Regions from separate parts of the Drosophila melanogaster genome. Here region 2 is linked to region 1. A link is a contact called in public Hi-C data. All regions are on one chromosome and are shown on one strand. Each heading gives the region's core, a stretch centred on a gene start, on an enhancer-like site or on the middle of the called end of the contact. The rest is flanking DNA. Distances are from core to core; before and after follow the strand shown. Region 1 holds the start of H (Hairless). Region 2 holds the start of CG33111.

What was found. A called contact is a pair of places that touch in the nucleus more often than the background predicts.
Region 2: a Hi-C map of the Kc167 cell line shows a contact between it and region 1, with 2.1 times the contacts expected there. The contact joins the promoter of CG33111 here to the promoter of H in region 1. A contact is called at or near these places in 3 of 107 Hi-C or Micro-C datasets (the Kc167 cell line, the S2 cell line and embryo).

Annotation. Positions count from the first base shown.
Region 1 is chr3R:20,619,655-20,625,932 of dm6, reverse strand. H (Hairless) reads right to left here and starts at 3,995. Exons shown (of 6, transcript NM_169907.2): 1 at 3,435-3,995; 2 at 2,635-3,349; 3 at 2,389-2,562; 4 at 1,042-1,802; 5 at 1-891. The coding sequence starts at 3,437. CG5466 reads right to left here. Exons shown (of 5, transcript NM_142644.2): 4 at 5,851-6,071; 5 at 4,664-5,771. The coding sequence ends at 5,578.
Region 2 is chr3R:23,817,471-23,823,877 of dm6, reverse strand. It overlaps CG33111, which reads left to right and starts at 4,641. Exons shown (of 9, transcript NM_176548.4): 1 at 4,641-4,897; 2 at 5,267-5,651. It overlaps CG34355, which reads right to left. Exons shown (of 15, transcript NM_001300559.2): 2 at 2,132-3,358. The coding sequence starts at 2,348. eIF4G2 (eukaryotic translation initiation factor 4G2) reads left to right here and starts at 4,641. Exons shown (of 7, transcript NM_001300560.1): 1 at 4,641-4,897; 2 at 5,267-5,651.

The DNA of each region.
Region 1 (6,278 bases), core at 2,746-5,245:
CAGCGGCGAGCTACGCTGTAGGTGCGGCTGCTGCTGCATGTGCCGCCGTTCCGGGGGCGATGCACTCCGGTCGCCGGGCGAGGGACAGCTACTGCTGCTGGCCGACGGTGAAGCGAACTCGCGTCGGATCGATGCAGTCTTTTTGGGCACAGTACGCGGCGTCGTGGCTGGCGATGCTGGGGAAGAGCGCGGTGGCGACAGGTCCTGCGATGCTGAGCCCGATGTGGAAGGACGACCTGCTCCCGCATAGGGATCCCTGTAGAAGGAGTGGCCATAGTCTACGGGTGATCCCGCCGAGTACGGTGGCGAACGCTTCTTGGTTCCTGTATGCGAGGGCGATTTTCCGCCCCCGCCATTGCTGCCACTCACATCGGGCGACTTTGGCGAGGTGAGCAGGGCGCGTGGATAGCTCGAGGAACTGGGTTGGTACATTGAGTGCTGTGGATGGTGCACATTGCTGATAATAGCTGCCGGGTGATCGCCGCACTTCTTGCCAGAGGAGGAGAAGGATGAGCTACCGCTGCCACTGCTCCCACCTAGCAGGGAGTGGATACTGTAAGAGCTGTTGAGCCGCGTTGGCTGCGTTGACAAGGTCGCTGGCGAAGTGCTGGATGAGCTGGAGCCGGGACTGGGGCTTGGCTTTCCTTGGGGTGGCGCCAAGTTCATTGGTGACGCCTTGCCAGCCGGAGACGATGTCGAAGTTCCCTTTGCTCGACTCCGTTTTCCTCCAGCACCACCGCTACTAGCTCCACCGCTGCCGTTGTTTACGCATCCGTTGTCCTCTAGCGACACCTTTTCGAACTCGCGCAGGATTCTTTTCCTGGGCGACACGTGCTGGGTGTGGTACTCGACTAGTCGTCCGGCTGCTGTCGCAGAAGAGGGTGGAGAAACCTAAAAGAAGATATTTAAGTGGTCAATTCAAAGTTTTTTCTTTATGAAAGTCCCTAACTAGATTTACAACTTTAACATAATAAAAATGTTGCAGTACATGATTAACATTTGAAACCGCAGCTTATGCAGGTTGTGCCAAGTAAAACTTACTTTGTGCGTCAAGGCGTGACTTAGACCGCCACCAATGCGATCTGAAGACGTCGTTGTCGATGCGATCACAGCTGATGTCTTCGACATTTGCTCAAGCCGTGCTGGTACGCTATCGATGAGTTTCTGAATGATGCTGCTGAGCTTGGCTTTTGGCTTCGGCTTGGATTTTGGTTTCCCAATGCTCGCCTTTAGATCGCCGTTTAGATCACCATTTACGGCATTCGTGATTCTGGGCAGCTCTGTCATGGGTTCCTCATCCTCGCTCGTATTCATCTTCATCTCAACATCAACAGTCTCATCTTTTGGTTGTGGTTCCACTTGCTGACCGGGCGATGCTTCTTTTGACTCGCTATCATCGCTAACCGCCTTCTTCGGCTCCTTTTCGAGCCGTTCAGCATCATCCTCGCCTTTGATCGTGTCCGGTTTTTCAATTTTAATCTCATTTGTGGTTGTGTCCGCCACAGCAACATTTTCAATTTCAACGGCCTCTGCAGCTTCTGCTTTAAGAGTATCGTCTCCATTTTCCGCCTTGATTGCCGTCGCAAAAATGGGCTGCTGATCCTCGCTGGTGGTAAGCGGCTCGTGGGGGCGCCGTCGTTTGCGAGCGGCTGTCCGGAGAGCAGCTCGGCCAAGCGTACTGTTCCTGGGGCGGTGGAAGAAGAGCGACAGCTCCTTAGATATGCCGCGCCTGGGTCGGGACTGTTTCCAGGGCTGGTCTCGCTGCCAAGGAGAGGATTGTATCGAGCTGTTGTCGTCCGAAACTGCAATGAAGAGGAATATTAACGCAAGGTATACATAGACAAATTGTAGTAGTTAATTATAGTTTGGCATAAATAAATATTTGCTTTTGTTTGATTCAGATTGTTAACAATTTATGAAATAGGATTTAAATGTATACAAGGATGGGAGGACATTATATTTTATAGGATCGAATTGGAAAACTGTCATACAAAGAACATGACCGATTCTGAACAGTTTGGTTTTTTCTTACTATTTCATTAAAACGTTTGACATTTTCGTAGATTTTAAATATAATATTAGAGATGGCCGATATATACAGTTTTAAAATAGATCAGAGATTTGAACATAGGTGCGGTCGTTTTTTACAGATTTTTTGTTTTCGAAATTGGACTTTATCCTCTACGTGCCATTAGAACAATTTAAGTCAAATAGGCACATGTTTTTTATAACTGCAAGTGTTTGTAAGCTTTGACCGCTCGGATTAAGCTAGCTATCTACACATGTTTCAAAATCCAATTCCTTTTACTCAAATCTGATTCCAATCGGGTCAAGTAATTAAATGGAAGGGGTAATCCGTTGGGAACTACTATGCCATGTGTTACGTACAGCTCAGCGATGTGGAATTCTCGTTCTTTGGATACGCTGTGGTCACCGCCGACGTTGGGGTCACAGTTGCGGAGGTGGCCGCCGATGGAGGGCGGAAGGTCTTGCGCGTGACCGAAACCCAGCCGCTTTTATCGCCATCCTTGGACCGCGCCAGTTCCAATATGAATTTGCCATCTACGCAGAATAGTTAAAAAATGGTTTTCTTTACACTGCTCTGATTCGGTATAAATAAACCAAGATACTTACCTTTAAAGAACTGCAAACGACCACCGTAGCCGCCCCAGCTGTTGTTGCCGTGCGTCGATATTGGTGTCCTGCCCATATCAAAGCTTCCGCCGGAGTTGCTTCCCTTGCCGATCTTCGCTGTTCCCGCTGCCGCCGCTACTACTGCAGTGGTGGGCAGTGAGCCTGTTGCAGCTCCGCCCAAGGAACTGTAGTCCAGGACGCCCCCCAGGACATCGATGGTGGGCTTGGACGCAGTAGCTCCAACGACGCTGGCTGCCACTGCGGCGGACGCAGCCATAATGCTACTACTTTTGGGCGTCTTGGCATGCGGCAAAAAGCCATTTGAGGCGGTGGAGCTGGAGGATGAGGGCGTTGTCGTTGTCGTGGGCGTGGTCGTCCTGCTTAAGTTGGCGGGCAGAGGCGGTGGCAGAGGGGGGTAGCTGGTGCTGCTACTGCCGTTTAGGCCATTTTTCAGTAGAAACTTGGCGGCCGCCTCTGCAATTATGCTACTAGTATTGTTGTTGCTGTGGCTGCTCTCGTTGCTGGTGTTGTTGTTTTTGCTGTTGCTGCTACTTGCTGCGTCGTCGTTGCTGTTGTTGTCGTTATTGCTGCTGCTGCCGTTGTTGTTGTTGTTGCTGGAGTGACTGCTGTTACTGTTAATGTTACTTTTATGCTCATCGGTCATTGTTGTCTGTCTGTTGCACTCTGCTACGCTTGTGACGTCATTAAGCAGGGCCTTCAAAGAGAAACATTCGTTTGCATTGGGCAAGTTAGGCACAATTTCGCATTTCCAAACCGCATTATATGGACAATTTAAATACCATTTAATTCATTGTTTTTGTTGTAAATTCCTCGCGCAAAGTTCGCGGCCGGGAAAAACGGAGCCGACGGCGTCGCTAAGCAAAATATGCCAGCTCGGCACGGCGTTAGGAGCGTCTAGCACCATTTTCATGTTTTGGGGCACGGTACCGTTCCCTATTTTTATTGCACACACATATTCTTATTGCATTTTGGCCATTGGCCCATTCCACTGTACGTTATTTAACCAATTTCACAGGCACACACGGCGGGCCGTTCTGCTTATATGTGTTTCTTACAGGCCCAAATGTTAAGCGGAGGCAGCGCACAAAGAGAGCACAAAACGAAGTGCGGACAAGGTGGAGATAAAATGGAAAAAACGTTCTCCAATTACCGTCAGCGTATATATCGATTGCCGAATAGTGTGTGAAAGCGGAGGTCGGTGGACCGGACCGATAATTCCGTGGTCAGCGGGCAGTTGGGGGCAGCTCTATTTCCAACCAATAAACTAATAAATAAATTTAAAAATTATCAACGAAAAACGCAGCTCGGTGCGCTGTGTGACCGTCAACTAAGAACGTCAAAATCCACGGCGCCAGTCAGCATGCTAGCAAATATCATGTTTCCACTGGCCAATGTTATAGTGCTGCATTCGCTGCACGTTCACATTAATGTTATCTCAATGTAAGCTTACACACAGGTCGCTGCAAAAAGCTAGTGCAAGGAACTCCCAAAATAAAATGCTTAATAATAAAAAGAATTGTGTTCTTTGAACTACATCTATTTGGTAAAAATCCTAAATCCTATATTTTTACAATTCAAGTCAAATAAGATTACGAATTCTGGCAATTAGCGATAGTTATCAATGCTTAAAAGCACAATCTTTAGCGAACGATTTTTAAAATAGTAACGGTTTTAAATATGAAATAAAATAAACAACTAAAATCACAATCGGGACAGTTTATAAAACGTAATAAATGGTCGCTTTTTATAGCAATTGTTCAACTCAACTTTAATTTCAGGATTGAAATTGGAAAACTTTGCAACCGAAAACATGCTTTTAAAAATGTTTGATTAAAACAATGTTGTATTTTCACTAATTTATGCTGTTTCCAAAATATATTAATTAAATTTCTAGCACCTGAGATTATTAATTTGGAATACCTGTAGGGTTTTAAAGATTTTCAAGGCGAAAGTTTAAGGATATGACTTAAAGCAGTTAATAATGTTACATTGAAAAGTTCTTCTTTGTCGTAGAATAAAATATTTATTTATTATTAAGTCCAGAAGTTAAACATTAAGCGATAATATGGTATGTTACGATAAATTCCCACACATCAGCTAGGTAAATACTTATGGTTGCAGGTGTCTTTTTATTGCGTATAATACTGTTTGCTCGTTTATCGAATTTCTGGTAATGGTGAGCTCGGGCGGGTTAAAATATATATTTAAATAGCCCTTGCATGCGGAGTACAACCCTTCTTCAGCTTCTTAAATTTAAACACAACTCGTAATGTCGCTTTCGCCACCGCGGCCATCCGCCAATTGTTATTCAGATACTCTGAAGTCCTAATGCAAAATATAATGTAAGTCTTACGCGTCTATCATGTCCGATTATCAGTAGGTTAGTTTAAGTATAGGCTACATTCGAGTTGCTTTTGATATGGGCGAAAAGTCGTCGATTGCACGAGAACGGCTAAGAATATATGCTTAGTAGATATTGCACAAAGTAAAAAGTAAGACATTACAACAGAGGGCACACAACGTAATAAATTAAATTTAGTTTTGTCTTCCGTTTGCCAACATAATTCAAATATCACAGACGTTTTGCCAATTGTTTAACTAATTTGCCGATTTGCTTCATAATTTTGCATGCCAAACTGGAAAACAAAGAGTGATGGGAATCAAATTCAAGCCGCGGGATTCGATACATATGTATGCCTAAAGGTCAGTCAAATGTGGAAAATGTGAAATCAAGTCTTGTGTTGAACATGGCACGTAATTGCTAAAAGGAAAACTGGAGCCACGCCTACGAGGGTAAATTGCTATGCCTATCATCTATGCTTTTCTCTGCGTGTAAGTACTAAGTGTTCTCTAACTGCTGGAAGAATGTGAGTGGATAAATCCGGAGCTATTGCATGCTACCCGATGAGCTCCAGCCCGCATCTAGTGCATGTTGCCCGATGGCAGACCCAAGGCGGCGCCCAGGTTAAGTCCTGCAGGGACACCCACTCCTACTCCCGCGCTCACTCCTGATCCCACGTTGCCCTCGCTCTCACTTTTCCAGGACGACACGGGTATGTGAGGAGCTGGGAGGCAGTTGCGCAGCGTCTGCACGATCTGAATGGTGTCCATGAGGGCTGTCGGGGAAGAGAACGAGCAAGCAGGAGGCGGTCAGCATCGCAGATAGCGAAACCGGTTCCCAGCCAAGGTACTCACTTTTCTGCAGACTCTCACTCTGCTTGCCGTAGGGCTTGCACATCGAGGGACGTATGTAGGTTTTCATCCGCGACATGTTTCGCATCAGCTCCGCAAAGATGCGCACTATCTTGTCCTGACCCACGGCCAAGTGATCCATTCGATTGGCATCGCCGGTGGCCCAGGCTCCGTTGTGCAGCGCCAGCAGATCCTTATTCGATTCTATTGAGTCCAGATTGGAACTGAAATCGGAAAAGTTAAATGAATTCAATTAAGGGCCTAAAGCAAACATTTAAAAGTGATCAATTTACTTTACATATAGCAAATAATAAATAATATTGTAAACAACCTAATTCGTTACTTATCAAATACATACAATATTTTTTGTTTGTTTTAATAAAAAAATAAGTCTTTGTACACATGTTTTGCCAAGAAAAAGAATTTAAAAT
Region 2 (6,407 bases), core at 3,392-5,891, 3.2 Mb before region 1:
ATGAATTTCATTTTTATATTCGTTTTTCGTTTTTTTTTTTTTTTTGTTTTTGAATTTTCTTTGAGCTGGAACTCGGTTACGTAAGTGCGAGACTGGGGCGACAAGATTGCCGCCGACTCACTTCTGTTTGTGTGTTAGTTTTGGGCCAAGACGGTTTCCACCTGGGAACTGTGCGGGCCAAGTACAAAGCTACTTGGTCTGTCAACCGGTTTCCACATTACACCATCACCATGCCCGGATTTTTTGGCAGTACCACTCGGCCGAGATATGAATGATTTACATAGTTCGTTTGCGGTTCATTGGCCCCTCTAATGCCTTATCGCGGTGTTTTGCATAATGCGAAGAATAATTTCGGGCCATAAATAAGCATTTCCCTGCTCGCCGACAGTTTGCTCTTAATTTATAAGTAAATGTTCAAATGAATCGAAAGGAAAATGAGCTCATTAGTCAGCTAGATATGAACAGAGAGCGCGAATTTAAATTGCTTCGTAGGGCAGTAATTGGCAGTTTCAACCCACAAATGAGTAACTTCAAAAACAGCACCCATTCAGCTTTTGGCCAAACTCTCGTTCCCACATTCAAATTGCTAGTACCTAGCACCTGAGTAGGTCTGTGATTTTTTGCGTGACCAATTCTGGTTCATTGAACCCCACTGACATTACGTCACTGGCCAGTTAAGCGCGGACCATCTAATTATGGCAATTAAGTAGTCATAGCCATAGTTTTAAAATATGCAAAACAATGGGTATGCTTTGATTTAGAGTCGCTCATTTGCATAATTTATTCGCACGATGCTAAATTGGGGGAAAAGACAACAAAACTAGTGTGAAGAGCTCGAAAAGAATGCCAATGAATTTTGTTGTTTATAACTTACTTAAAGGAATGCCGAGTTGGTAATAATGATCTTGACTGTGACGATTTTTGGCCTAAATTCTAAAAGCGTGCAATGTGTCATGTTGCAAGCAAACTAACGTGATAATTGATATAATTGGAGTCTTTATGCACTGAAAATCGTGTGGCATTTATCTTTTGGATATTTTTTCTTTGCAAGATAGCCTTAATTTTCTATGACATGAAAACTGAAAACGAACTGAAGGTAAACCTAAATACAACTGAGGTATTTGCTTAAAAAACTTAAACCATTAAAGCCGTCTTGCCAAGTACTTTGTATAATAAATCTTGCAAGACATTTTTTTCGATTTTAATTACAGCCTCGTGATGGGTGCTAATAGCTTGTACAGGCATTTGTTTTTCAGCTATAAGCCAAGTTTTTTATGGCATTACAAGAAAAACTTTACGTATGAAGATGATGCATCAACTTGCTACTTTCCCAGTTGAAAACTCATTAAAAGTACATCATGGCCCGGAGTTTAAGTCATCTGCGATACATGCGGCCTTTTATTGAGTTCGCACTCGCCAAGCCTCAATTGAGATTGAGCAACTCTCGAGGGTTTTGAGGTTTGGCGAAAAAAAGGGGCACTCGAATTAATTGAGGTTTCGTTAAAGTATTCACTCTTAACCACTCTTGCCTAAGGCCAAATTCGTCATACTTGTGATCCGGCTTTGGCACTTATTGAGCCATCTGGTGAATGTGCCGACAAGCCACAAGATAGCATTTATCTCAGCATTCTTAATGAATGCCAACAAAAAAAAAAAGCGAAAGTGTTTTGCACGCTGCCTCATCAATAAATTCAATTCGCATGGAAGCTATTCTACCGAAATGTTAAAAATGTTCAAATCCTGTGAATCTTTAAAGTTCAAAGAGAGGATTAAAGTTGGCCTACAGGTCGTATGAGCAATGTTTAATTAAAGTGTCACATAGTAAACAGAAAGGAAATTATTGTGAAGCGCTGTGCAGTCAATAAAGTATAACTTGAGTTGATTTGTAAAACACCCAGGATTACTGAACAAACTCCACTTTTTTTTATTAAATGAATTGGAATGATTTGGAATAAAAATAGACCAGCATTCCCTGCTATTATTATGCGTCTTCTTTCCGATTCTGCAGTATTAATTGGTGACCTTTCCGCTCCTAATATGTGACCCCTCGCTGTCCGTTGGCACCCACACAGAGACACTTCGAAGGACACCCACGGGACACACGAATGGAGGATGGGTGCCACTCACTTACCTTGACAGACGTGGCATTGCAGGAGCACTGCAACAGCAGCAACAATAGCGAGCTGCGACCATGTGATGATGATGGGTAATCCGTGGGCAATCGGCGTGCTCGTCCTTGTCGATGGTTTTATTGTTGCTACTGCTGCTGATGGGGCTTCCGCTTGTCCCTGACGACGCGTTTTCCACGAGGTGGTTTCCCTGACCAACCTGCTCGCTTTCCTCCACATTTTCGGCTGGGCGATTGAAACAAAAGGCGGAATCAAAGCAAAAGTAATTTCGTTGGCTCCCAAATTTTTCCACTCGTATCGAACTTTTGGATGCCTCGACGGTTACCAGAATCCTGCGCTTGCGTGCGTGGGTGAGAATGCCCGGGGTTTTGGTTTTTCGGGCACAGGTGCTTCCAGGCCGGGGGTGGGGCTTAGGTGGGAGTTCGGAATTCCGCGCTTCGACCTTGTTTCAGATTAGGTTTTCTTAATTTTGGTGGGTTTCCTTTAAGCCAGCCAAAGAGCTTGGCGGCAAAGTGTAGTAATCCGTAGTCCTTGGCGAAGTCCTTGTTTCGAGGTCTCAAAGTGCTCTATATACACACATTGCTTCGCTATATATATACATTTATCTGTATGTACTGTCGGTTGGTTATTAATTTTCTGTTTACTTTTTGTATGTTTTAACTTGTAACTTATAGTTGCATAACATTTGCTTTTTGCATTTGCAAACAATGCAATTTACGAATACCGCACTTATGAATTTCTTTTAGAAATTTCTCTAATTATTGCACAATTTTCACATTAACATTTATGGTAGTCGAGCTTATACGCGATTTACTTTGAGTAAATCTTGTGTTTGGTTTTATTTTAATTGATTGTGTTAAATAAACGGTAAAAAAGAAACGAAAAAGTTTTATTTTGGGCTATGCCCATTCTCGTTTTAACGGGTTTTCAGTTCGCGCACTATTTTTATTCGTTTCTACATGGATGCCAAAATTATATGAGTAATATAAGAGTTGATTTCGTAACCGGCTCAGGTGCAGTAGTCGCAGTCGGTTGCAATTTCAGTTTGGTGCATTCTCTTCTTGTTGTGCAGAATTTTTCAGCGCCAAAGTGGAGGAAAGTGATGCGGGAAAAAAGCGTTACGCGCGTCAGGGCGAATCAAGCTTCGGACTTAGTGTGACCGCAGCGGGAGTAAAGGAATTCGCTTTTGGTGTGGCTGCACTCGCGTCCCCGAAAGATACCATGCGGTGCTGAAAGAAATACCAAATTAAATCATTATGGGTTCAAAATATACCAAAAAGCAGAGGCTTTTTTTTTAAGGGGGATTCAATTAATAAGTATACTTTTAAATAAATTAATAAGATGTAAGACGATATTATCTTTGAAAAATGTATAAAATTTAAATAAAACTTTAAAAATCGTATCTTTTTGATCCAAATTTCGGAAAGTGTTGCAATTTCATTTTCGAATTGTATTGTCAAAACCTGCCGCTCAGGTAGCGCACTCAGCGACCGTTATATTCAAAATGTTTGTGCTGAGAGCAAAATTATTGAAAAAAAGTAAGAGCCTCGTCCATTTACTCATCTGTTGTCCTCACACTATCTTTAGTGCAACCGCAAAGGCCACAAAAACATGACAGTACGCACAGGAAAACAAGCATTGCAAATGACTTCACAACTGAAATGGAAAAAAAAAAATGCAAAATACGGACAGTCCGTATGCGGTTTCGTTGTGCCAAGTTAAAATATTTGCATTTGCGGTCTAGTCTTTTTGCATTTTCAACCACCAAATAATCCCTTCAGACTCTGTTTGTGGGCTCTATGTGTATATAATTTTTTTAGGCTGCAATAAGGCTCCGAGTTCATTCTTGCACTCGTTTTACTTTAAAGTTTTGGCCATAGTGTATACTGAGATAAGGAGTAATAAGTAGAGAAGGGTATAGCATTGGAAAAACGGATACTAGAGGGAGGTGAGGGCGCAGAGTAAAGGATTATGTGGGAAGTGGAGGGCGTTGCGCATCCGGCAAAACAGAAAGAGCAAAACTTTTACTACAAGCGCGTAAACACTGCAATTTCTGCACGAGGGGTAGTCTAAGAGCATTAAGGGGAGGCAATCCGGAAGTTGCGAATGGAATGGAAACAGGATTCTGCGCATATGCTGTCCTACGAATGCGTAAATTATGAATATATCATTCAAATTAAAATGTAAAGTTAGAATAAACAATAATAACAGCGAAATATGTGTGGAATTTATATGATATTCTGCGTCATGCACCACAATGCGCATTATATAATAATTGTTATTATAACACCTGCATAAGGCCTATTTTTCTATTTCGAAAGAATGATTATTCTTATGATGAAGAACGTTCAAAATATTACGCGCCAAGCTTGAATCCAAGTTCTCCACCCCGGTTTGAGGACGCACTAAAATGTATAATATTCCTGCGGGATATTTCTGGAACTTTCACAATCGATATTCGCTGCGTAGACATCGATGCTGCCGCCATCGAGTTATGTTCCATCCCTACGTGCAACGGTCACTCTTATTTCATCAAACGAAACGGACGTGTTTCTGCAGACTATTTACATTACAAAATTGTTTGTAACAGATAGTGAGCCGTGTATACATAACGAGGTGAAGCAGACGATGCACTAATGTAAAGGCGCAGTGCCAGAGCAACTTTTTGGCGTGTTCCCCGCGTGGAACTGCATTTTTTTTTGTTTCCTTCCTCAGTTTTGTGTGTGGAGTGCGAGCGAGAGAGCGTGCTAGCGAGCAGGAGCAGAACGGTAAGTACTGGCGGCCAGACAGAGACAGAGAGAGCGCAAAAAAAGAGCGAACGGCAAAAAGTCAAAACGGTAAAAAAACATAAACCAACGCCTCGCCTTTTCGGGGAAAAGTATTACCTGAAAATCTGAAAAAGGTTAAAAACCTACAAAAAGTCCCCTTGCCATTAGTGTCAAATTACGAATTGGCACTTGGCTGCCCATTTCTCATTCTCAATCCGGGGCTGAGGCTGCTCAGCTGGACAAGGAGAGGGAATAAATTCGTAGCAGGCGCTGCTTTGGTGTTCATATTCATCATATTGTAATTTTGATTCCTCGCAATTGCAAAATTTAAGCATACGTTTTAACTTCCTCTAACGCCTTTAATTACAGAACAAATTACCGTGAAATTTTAGCACTAGCCGTACGTTATTTTGTATATTTGTACGCATGTACGTGTACGTGCCCCTCGTCCGTCTGCACAAATGCAGATGTGCATGTGCATCACAGTGAATTGGAGTATTTTTATACATGGAATATCTGAGCTATTGTAGTATTCCGGATAGAGCCAACAACCACAAAGACGAGGAGTTTCCACGAGAAATAGGAAAAAGGAACGGAGGAGCAAATAAGCAGCAGCAGGAGGAGGCGTAGAGCTTGACCAGGTGTCAAGGGAAGCCGGATAGGCTTAAAGGCAGGTCTACCTTAGGAACTAAGAAATAGGATAAATCGAATACCCTTATAATCATCACATCTACCAATCGAAGCACAGGAAGCGGTAAGTTTCGAAATCTGACTTACAACTTACTCCCATTCTAGTATTTGCTTGCTTTTTCACGCAATTTACATTAATTGTTTGTTTATTAGTTTAATAACACACTACTACTACTATAACACACTGCCTCCAGTACGAATGCACTCCCAATAAGCGATCGCGATCCCATTTAGAGCAGCACCCACACACTCCAACTGGTTTTGTTTACAAACAAACATGAAACAAGTGAGCCTATCTGCCAGCCAGGTTTTCGTTTTCCTCGCCATGGAGTGAAAAGAGCCATGCACGTACTTCGTCTGCTGGAAAACTGGTTTTCTTCTGGCTTGAAGGTGCTTGGCCGCAAACTGCAGCGGAGTTGGTTTTTCTAGGCCAGCAGAGAGCTCCAAAGAGAACACCACAGTGAATATTGGCCAATGTTTGTCTTCATATTCTTATCAATCAGCATTGAACGCTTGCTTAGCAAAACAACAATGAAATTCCGTTTGGTAGTATTATAACTAAAAGAAATCATATCGTAAACAGTTTTAAGTGATCTAGTTCTTGCGGTCTCCACTGTGCCGATGGAAGTGCTGACGGAATGCCAAACTGGTTGTAGCCATAAAGACGACAGCAGCCCATAGCTCACCTCCTACGCTCGCTGGCAGCTGCTTCTTTGTGGCTGCCTTTGTTTTGTTCCGCTTTAAGGCCAGTACTGACTAATAGCGCCACTTGTTACCGTGTGTCACCTATGTACAAGTATTTAGGCTGCGCAAGTGACTA